2 separate regions of the Zea mays genome follow, and region 2 is linked to region 1. Evidence: chromatin contacts called from public Hi-C data. All regions are on one chromosome and are shown on one strand. Each heading gives the region's core, a stretch centred on a gene start, on an enhancer-like site or on the middle of the called end of the contact. The rest is flanking DNA. Distances are from core to core; before and after follow the strand shown. Region 1 holds the start of LOC100285033 (zinc finger, C3HC4 type family protein). Region 2 holds the start of LOC100281870 (60S ribosomal protein L7-like).

Region 1 (4,101 bases), core at 138-2,637:
TTTAATAATCATACTTTACGCACAGACCAATTAAGTTATAGAAGCACATCATGGCAGTCCTATAGACTTATATCTAAACATTGGAAATTTAAGAAATGACAAATTCTAAGTCAAACGGTCTAATCTATTAGGTAGATTCTAATTCTTCAAAGTAAACCAAATTAGTCAGGTGATCCGTTTACCTATTATAATCAGTCTAGATATATATGTGCCTGCTCATAGCACAACCAAAGCGCCCAAACGAATTTGCTGTACTAGCAACCTTTTCCCCTTCCTGTCTGAAATTATTCCTATCCTGAAAGGTCAATTTGGTCAAGCCTGCATACCACGACACAACACAACACAATAATGTACCAAAACCGAAAGGTGTACTGATTTTGCTTTACGGGAATTTTAGAGACTATTAATTTGTCGTTTGATTTTTTTTTTGACATCAACTTTGACCGGTTTGTCTTTTTCGGAATATTTGTGAAAATATAGAAAAATCCAATTCATAGTTAAAGTAAGCTATATGATAAACTAAATCAAAATGAAAATAAATGATAATGATGAGTTTTTTTTTTTAATAAGCCGAGCCAGTCAAAATTTAATAAAAAAAAGTTAAAACGACATTCACAGAGGGAGTAGGAGGCACCCGACGGTTGACACATACGGATTCCATGGGATCGTAACTGTCTTATCGCATAAGAAAAATATTATCTTTGTCTTGTAAGTGAGAAAAAAAAAGCATGAGAAAGAAAGTTGCTGGTTTCAGACAGTCGAAGCAACCGAAACATGCAGCAGAAAACGATTCCGTCTTTCAGAGGATAGACTTTGACCTGTATCCGGGGAAGAAAACAGAGCAAGTTTTTCGTTCTTTCTTTTGCGATAAGAAAAAAAAAGCAGAGGAAGTTTGATATAGTAAATGAAAGGGAATTGGATTGCAGAGACAAAAGAAAAAAAAACCAGAACTTTCGTGGACCATCAAATCTTCAAAGACCCAATAAAACCTATCGCGCGATCGATCACGATGGTAACAGGTATGTATTCCCAAACTTGCAGCGCCTACAGCTCGCACAGGCAGTCGCTACGGAAGAAGTGAACGAGAAAGGCGCGAAAGAACCACCCTGAATTTCAAAGGTGAACTGCAAACTCGTAGGCCAGTTTCATACTGTGGCACGAGCAACCAAAGAACACCAAACCAGACCCGAAAAGGTTGTAAAAGAAACGACGGGTAGCATGACAAGAACATAAATAACACGAGGAAGAAGAAGGAGAAAGAGCGGCCATGACCGACCTTCCTTTCCAAGCCTTTCCTTCAAACCGGGCGATTCTCCTCCACTGGAACCGGGCCGGACAGCGACCGGATCGACCCGGAGAATCGAGGGGAGGAATTGGGAGGGAGCGATAAGAGGAGATCACGAGTGGTGGGAGTTGTTATATACGCATGGCCAAGAAGAAGCAAGCCACAGAGGGAGGGGGTTGCGGAGGCGACAGGCGACGGAGACGAAGCCGGCGTGGCGGGCAGGAAGGGACGGCGGCGGGCCCGCGGGGGCAGGTCGTGTGGGAGCCGTCGGATCGGATTGGGCGGCTGGGCGCGCGCAGAATCCGACGGCTCGAGGGGGAGATGGCCCGGCACGGGACCCGCTCAAACGAAGGCCCAGGACCGCCCCCACCACCGAATTTCCTGCCCGATAATGTGCCGGCAGTAGTCGAGTGAGTGGACCCATGGAGAGGCTGACACTGACAAGCGGCCATCCTGTTGCCTGCGCATTTTTTGAGAGTTTTTTTTTGTCTGCTTTTCGTGAAGCAGTGTTAGTGTTTTCTGGTCCTTTTTCGCAAAAATAAATGGTGTTTTTTTTCATCATCTAGGCTATGTTTGATCAACTATTGAGCATAATCAACTATTTAGTTAGTTGTCCCGTACATTGCTAGTTTTCTATATGTCGGCGTTTCGAGACCGGGGGTCCCTAAGCCGACGAGTGAGTGTGCCGCGTGCCCCAGCCCAGATGGGTCGAGCGCGTGGGCGAGCGCGAAGGGGGGAAAGCGAGGTGGCCGGAGACGGGCGTGAGAGAGGTGGAAATCCCGCGGCCTTCGTGTTCGTCCCGCGCCCAGGTCGGGTGCGCTTGCAGTAGGAGGTTACAAGCGTCCACGCGGGTGAGTGAAGCGAGCGGCCCCAAGAGAGCGCCTGCCCCGTCCTCGCCCCCGCGCGGCCAACCTTCTCTAAGAAGGCCCTGGTCCTTCCTTTTATAGGCGTAAGGAGAGGATCCAGGTGTACAATGGGGGTGTAGCAGAGTGCTACGTGTCTAGCGGGGGGAGAGCTAGCGCCCTAAGTACATGCCAATGTGGCAGCCGGAGAGATCTTGGCACCCTGCTGGTGTGATGTCGTGGCTGTCGGAGGAGCAACGGAGCCTGGCGGAGGGACAGCTGTCGGAGCGGTTGAGTCCTTGCTGACGTCCCAATGCTTCCGTAAGGGAGCTGAGAGCCGCCGTCGTCACAGGGCTAGCGGGGCGCCATCATTGCCTATCTGGCGGAGCTAGCCAGATGGGACACCGGTCTTGTTCTCTGCGGCCCGAGTCGGCTCGGGGTAGGGTGATGATGACGCTTCCTGTTGACGTGGCGGGCCTGTGCCCTAGGTCGGGCGACGTGGAGGCTCCTCTGAAGCCGAGGTCGAGTCTGTCTTCCATGGCCGAGGCCGAGCCCGAGCCCCTGGGTCGGGCGAGGCGGAGGTTGTTCGGCAGAGGCTAGGGCGGAGTCCGAGCCCTGGGGTCGGGCGAAGCGGAGTTCGTCGTCTTCTGGGGCTGAGCCCGAGTCCGAGCCCTAGGTCGGGCGGAGCGGAGTTCGCCGTCTTCCGGGGCCTAGCCCGAGTCCAAGCCCTAGGTCGGGCGGAGCGGAGTTCGCCGTCTTCCGGGGCTTAGCCCGAGTCCGAGCCCTGGGTCGGGCGGAGCGGAGTTCGCCGTCTTCCGGGGCTTAGCCCGAGTCCGAGCCCTGGGTCGGGCGGAGCGGAGTTCGCCGTCTTCCGGGGCTTAGCCCGAGTCCGAGCCCTGGGTCGGGCGGAGCGGAGTTCGCCATCTTCCAGGGCTTAGCCCGAGTCCGAGCCCTGGGTCGGGCGGAGCGGAGTTCGCCGTCTTCCGGGGCTTAGCCCGAGTCCGAGCCCTGGGTCGGGCGGAGCGGAGTTTCCTATGGCGCCTTTGGCAGGGCCTGACTGCCTGTCAGTCTCACTCTGTCAAGTGGCACTGCAGTCGGAGTGGCGCAGGCGGCGCTGTCCTTCTGTCAGACCGGTCAGTGGAGCGGCGAAGTGACGGCGGTCACTTCAGCTCTGTCGGGGGGCGCGCGTCAGGATAAAGGTGTCAGGCCACCTTTGCGTTAAATGCTCCTGCGACTCGGTCGGTCGGTGCGGCGATTTAGTCAGGGTTGCTTCTTAGCGAAGGCAAGGCCTCGGGCGAGCCGGAGATGTGTCCGCCGTTAAAGGGGGGCCTCGGGCGAGACGGAAATCCCTCGGGGTCGGCTGCCCTTGCCTGTCACACCCGGTTTTAGAAGGCAAACCGAATGCGAACCATGTACGTGCCAGGATCAGTTATTCACGTACACAGCAGTTACATAACATGGACATCATCACACAGTGCTCAAAATAGTATTAATAAGGGAAATAGTCGATTACATTATACGTCTGAGACGTCCATATAGTTCTTACAATAAATCAAAGTGCGGAAAAGAAACGTAGATAACCGCGGCCTTCACAGGCAGCCGACTGGGGGTTGCCGCTAACCCACACCTAGAACTCGTCGTAATCTTGGAACTCCTGGAAGTCTCCTTCCACAGCTTCATCTTCGCCTGAGCAGTGGTTGCAATGCTGACAACCTGGGGATGGGGGGGGGGTTTGGTGTGTAGAGCAAGGGTGAGTACACATCAACATACTCAGCAAGTATCCTGTTTGGCTGTAGTGGACTGGCTGTATGTGGGGATAAGTCAAGCAGTTGCTTTTAGTTGGTCAGATTATTACTTACTAGTAGAAAGCCAAGTTTTAGCATTAACCCAAGTTATTAACCCAAACGTACTCCTTTCCAAACGGAAAGAGTACCACTTACCTGCACCATAGTCATAACCAGAATCATCGATCTC
Region 2 (4,784 bases), core at 2,214-4,713, 330 kb after region 1:
TCTAGATTCCAACACGGCAACACCTAGTGGCACTTAGATGTTAAATTGTGTAATTAAGTTCCTATCTTAATATTACAATTATCTATTCTAAATCTGACTGTACACTTTATTATGTCTCGATCGGCAAAATAAAACAGCGTAACTTATATATTTGCTTATAACACATTCTTACTCTTTTGTCTTTCCATGTTAAGGATTAAACTATCGTTTCTAACCATCACTGTTGTTGGTAATAATCCACAACTATTATTGTTCATCCTTTATAGCCACCAAGATTATTTTCAAAGTTACTGTTCACTCTTAGGTGTAGACTTAACCTAGTTCATTAAAACGCTGCAGTGAAATTTAGTCGACTAATTATCTCAGTTATCAAAATGATACGTGGAACTTTCACCTCTAATCTATCCATAGTGTTTTTTATAGTAAATCTTAGATTCATATCTACAGTACTTTTTTATAGTAAATCTCAGGTTTATTTTAGATTTATTAGTGAAGCTACTCTATGGTAGATCTGAAAAAAAAAATCTAGATCCCTTTTTTAAACGACAAAGCTTTTAAAAGTAGAAAAATAGCTTAAATTTAGAACCACTTTTAAGTGCTGTCCACTTTTTAAACGACGGGAGTTCCAAATAAGAAGTAGGCCTAACTGCTTTCGAAAGCGGTTGGAACGGAGCTAGGACACCCAAGTCTGAACCCCCACGAGCCGTAGCCGAAGAGCCTTTTCGGTAGGAAAACAGAGGTAAGAAAAGGCGTAGCCAAAACTTACAGACAAAGCATAGCCAAACTAAGCGCACGTTCAAAAGCATTGTAAGTACGTGTATACAACCTACAGAAAAGGCGGGCAAGTGAATTGCATCGTTCGACTTTGAAAAAAAAAAGATCGTGGGATGGTGGTGGGCCGGTTGGAATTTTTCGCACGTAATAAGGCAAGAGCAAGATCAGCATATCGACCGAACGTCCAAAGCGACGATGCGCTGGTAGCAGCACTCTCGAGACGCTTGTAGAATGCAGATCGTTCGTCATCAACTTTTATATATTCCTTCTCCCAGCCGAGAGAAAAAATAATACTACTTGGGGAAGCTTCGATCTTGATGAACCGGACCAATCTCGTGATGACGTGGGTGTGGATTCCGGAGGTTGCTGAACACACGCGTCGCACTTGTCGTCGCGGCCGGGTCGACTAGAGTACACGTGAAACGCTATCCGCTGTGGCTTTCTCACGGAATCGTCGCTGTGGCCGGCCACTGTACTGTACGCTAAAATAAGAATGTCTTGCCCGTAAGCATGGTTTCTCTACTACATGAAGCACGCGTTATTATTAGCGCATTATCGGCTGCTAATAACAGGTCGCGACTCGCGAGTGGTTAGCCAGACACGTTAGTGTATGCGTGATGATCGTATGGAGCTGGCCACGCACGCGGCACGCCGACCGCGCGTCGGATGCACGTGGCAGCAGCGACGTGCGGCCGGCAGTGCCATCTCTGGCATGCAAAGGGTCAAAGATGGTCGTCGTACGTGTGACGTGTCCAGCTTGGTTGGTGACACGGAAGTACACAAAGTACAGGAGCGCATCGACGTTACACTTACACATGCATGATACAAATAATTAAAATGGGCAGAGAGGATCGTCTCTGCTGACAGCGACGAGCTGAGGCGGGGGGAGATGGTCGTCGACGGCTCGACGCGATTAAAATTGGACGGCCTGAAAAGGATGTCTGCAAGGCATTGCTGCTGCTGCTGCTGTAGCGCTGGCGGCAGTCTAGCACTATCGAGTGATCAAACTCCATACCTCAGTCAAAACGTGACAGATCGAAAGACTGCGGGATAAATTATGAGTCTATGACAACAAACACACAATATAAGTTATTCCGGCAGATCGAGAAGTGAACTATGACAACCTTACTAGAGACAATGGTTTTCTAAATCCAAGAAACAACTAAACCTATAAAAATACAGATAATAAATATAGAAAATCGTGAAGACATAGACTATTCACCAAGACTCTATCTTTTATTTTTTTATACTTAATCCCTATAAACCTCTTAAGATAGGCTTCCTTTAACGAGGATGTACATGCCCTAAAACCGTAGTCAGAATACCTGAACCTGACGCTGCTTCCCGGGCCATCTCTTTGACTTTTGCAGGCCAAGTTCATTGACACTTAAAAAATATACTGTTGCTCATCTTAACTGTGAAGAAGGTTTTTTCTAACCTATGTAATTAGTACTACACTAAAAGTAATAAACAGTTGTACAACTAAACTTCTCGTCTAATCGTCGTACGATCATATTATCAAAGGTTATAAAATTTATAATAAGTTTATTATTTGTCTGTCAATATATCAAAATTTAATTCTAAACCATTTAAAATTAAAAGATGAAAAAATGAAAATATTCGTGATTTTTTCTCCTTTTTATATGTCTTGTTATAGTGTAAATTAGAAATTGTAATTTGATATATTCATAGAATAAATAATAAAGTATATATAATAATAATAATAATAATTTCCGATAGTTTGATTATATGATGATCACATAGAAAATTTAATTGTCAAATACTTTTTTCACCACTAAAAAATAAATTAGCCATGAAAAAACCACGCTATCTAGTTTTTATAATACCTTTTGTGACTTTTTATTAAGGTTCTGAACAGTTTATTAGAATATCTATTAGAATGCGTGTGTATGCTATATTCGCACTTCATATTCAGCAGATGTTTGCATAGCTGGTTTTCTTTGCACCCCTAAAATAGCAGGTGTTACCAATGAAAAATATTATCTCTGTATCCTTGTGTAAATAGAATTACGGATGGAATGAACTTTCAGCCAGAAACAATACAATATTTTCGAATAAGGCCTAGACCAACTTCAATAAAACGTATAAATGTTTTGTATTATAGATAATACTGTTTATAAAATGAAGTTTGAATTATGGATTATTATAGATGATATTGTTTATAAGATGAAGTTTGAAATAGGGATTAAGATAGATAGTGAGATAGGTAGTCAGGAGATAGTGTAAGAGTTATATGCATTTCTTTCGATTAAATGGAAAATGATCCTTCGTGGACCTTATTTTAGAGCGACGCAACCATGCTCCATGGGCATTCAGGCTCAGCATAGCCCAAGTTTTCCGGAGAGAATGCTCAGAATTCAGAAATAGAATGGCCACGACAGTTGTTGTTGTAACTTGTAAGTCCGCACGGCGTCCACACCCCACGGTGCATGCACGTCCAGGTCCAAGCAGAGCGTTGTTTTCCGGTCCGCTCCGGCACTACTCGTGTAATCGTGTTAAACGATCCGAACTTACGAAGCGCTGGACCCAACAATCTCACGGCCCACGATAGCCTCCACTCAAGCTCACCTGTTTCCACCAGCCCACCAACACACGCCACGCCGTGGGCCCAAACAATCCCCATCCGTCGGATCACCTCCACAAACCCTAGCCACCGAACCCCTCCTACATAAACCGCTCTTCCCATTTCCCTCGCCCTGCGCCGCCTGCGTCCACCTCCGCTCGCCGCTCTCCCCGCGTATCCCTCTCATACGCAGCTCGCCCAGGTAAGGTAAGCCAGCGCGCCGCACGCCATTGCCGCCCTCGTTGTTTACTTCGCGTTTGGATCTGTGGCTGAGGAGCTGCGCGTTGGTTGGCCTGTGGCCATGCAGATGTCGTCCGTGGCGTCGAAGGTGGCGGTGCCGGAGTCTGTGCTCCGCAAGCGGAAGCGCGAGGAACAGTGGGCCACCGAGAAGAAGGAGAAGGCCCTAGTCGAGAAGAAGAAGTCCATCGAGAGCCGCAAGCTCATCTTCACCCGCGCAAAGCAGTACGCCGAGGAATACGATGCCCAGGTCAGATCGCCGCTCCTAACCTGCCTGTAGACTATTCGTGCGGGGTGGTTGGTAGGGCTTATGTGCGGCATGCCGTTTTCATCCTCATGGCCTGTGGAATCTGTGTTTGATTGGGTTGGGCCGTGGCCTTACGCTGATACGGAGCGAGTTATGCGAATGCTACTACGTAACATGATCGGTTGCTGTCAATGGTTGTAGTAGTAAGAAATGTGTTGGCCAAAGTAGCAGCAGTAGGACCGGTTAGCTGCTCTGCTTAGTGTACAACAAACTGTTATATTGCTTAGTGCATTTGGAACGCATGTGGTTAATGCTTTTGTTGCAAGATGTCCGAGCACAATCATTTTAGAATCTATTCGTTGGACAAGTACGATCGTCCCAACTGTAAGCAATCTAGAATATTTTTGGTCATTATAGTTGCCTATGATGTTATTATCAGTAGACCATCTAGCATTTAGGGTCGTTGGCATTCTTCATATGCCTGATGAAAGAGAACCCGGATGTGTTATCTGTGTGCTTATGGGGATGCTTGGAGCAGGAGAAGGAACTGGTGCAGCTTAAGCGTGAGGCCCGTTTGAAGGGTGGTTTCTATGTCAGTCCTGAAGCAAAGCTGCTCTTTGTGGTCCGCATCCGGGGGTGAGTCTCAGGTTCATATGCCAGTATTTTACAGAGGATGAATTTGTATGCTTATGCTGTTTTCCATTTCTGTTGAAACTACAGTATTAACGCCATGCACCCTAAGACCAGGAAGATCTTGCAGCTTCTGCGATTGAGGCAGGTGTGTTCACTGATGTCTGTTTTTACAATTGCATTGCTGCTATTATAATTTTGTCTGATTGTTTGTAAAACTGAACATTTGTTTATTTTAGATCTTCAATGGTGTGTTCCTCAAAGTCAACAAGGCGACTATTAACATGCTACGCAGGGTTGAGCCATATGTTG

Evidence for each region. A called contact is a pair of places that touch in the nucleus more often than the background predicts.
Region 2: a Hi-C map of bundle sheath shows a contact between it and region 1, with 2.3 times the contacts expected there. The contact joins the promoter of LOC100281870 here to the promoter of LOC100285033 in region 1. A contact is called at or near these places in 3 of 25 Hi-C or Micro-C datasets (bundle sheath, ear and leaf).

What each region holds. Positions count from the first base shown.
Region 1 is chr10:143,263,560-143,267,660 of Zm-B73-REFERENCE-NAM-5.0, forward strand. It overlaps LOC100285033 (zinc finger, C3HC4 type family protein), which reads right to left and starts at 1,388. Exons shown (of 6, transcript NM_001157928.1): 1 at 1,277-1,388; 2 at 183-295.
Region 2 is chr10:143,586,764-143,591,547 of Zm-B73-REFERENCE-NAM-5.0, forward strand. LOC100281870 (60S ribosomal protein L7-like) reads left to right here and starts at 3,464. Exons shown (of 7, transcript NM_001374448.1): 1 at 3,464-3,565; 2 at 3,666-3,845; 3 at 4,381-4,478; 4 at 4,563-4,620; 5 at 4,712-4,784. The coding sequence starts at 3,666.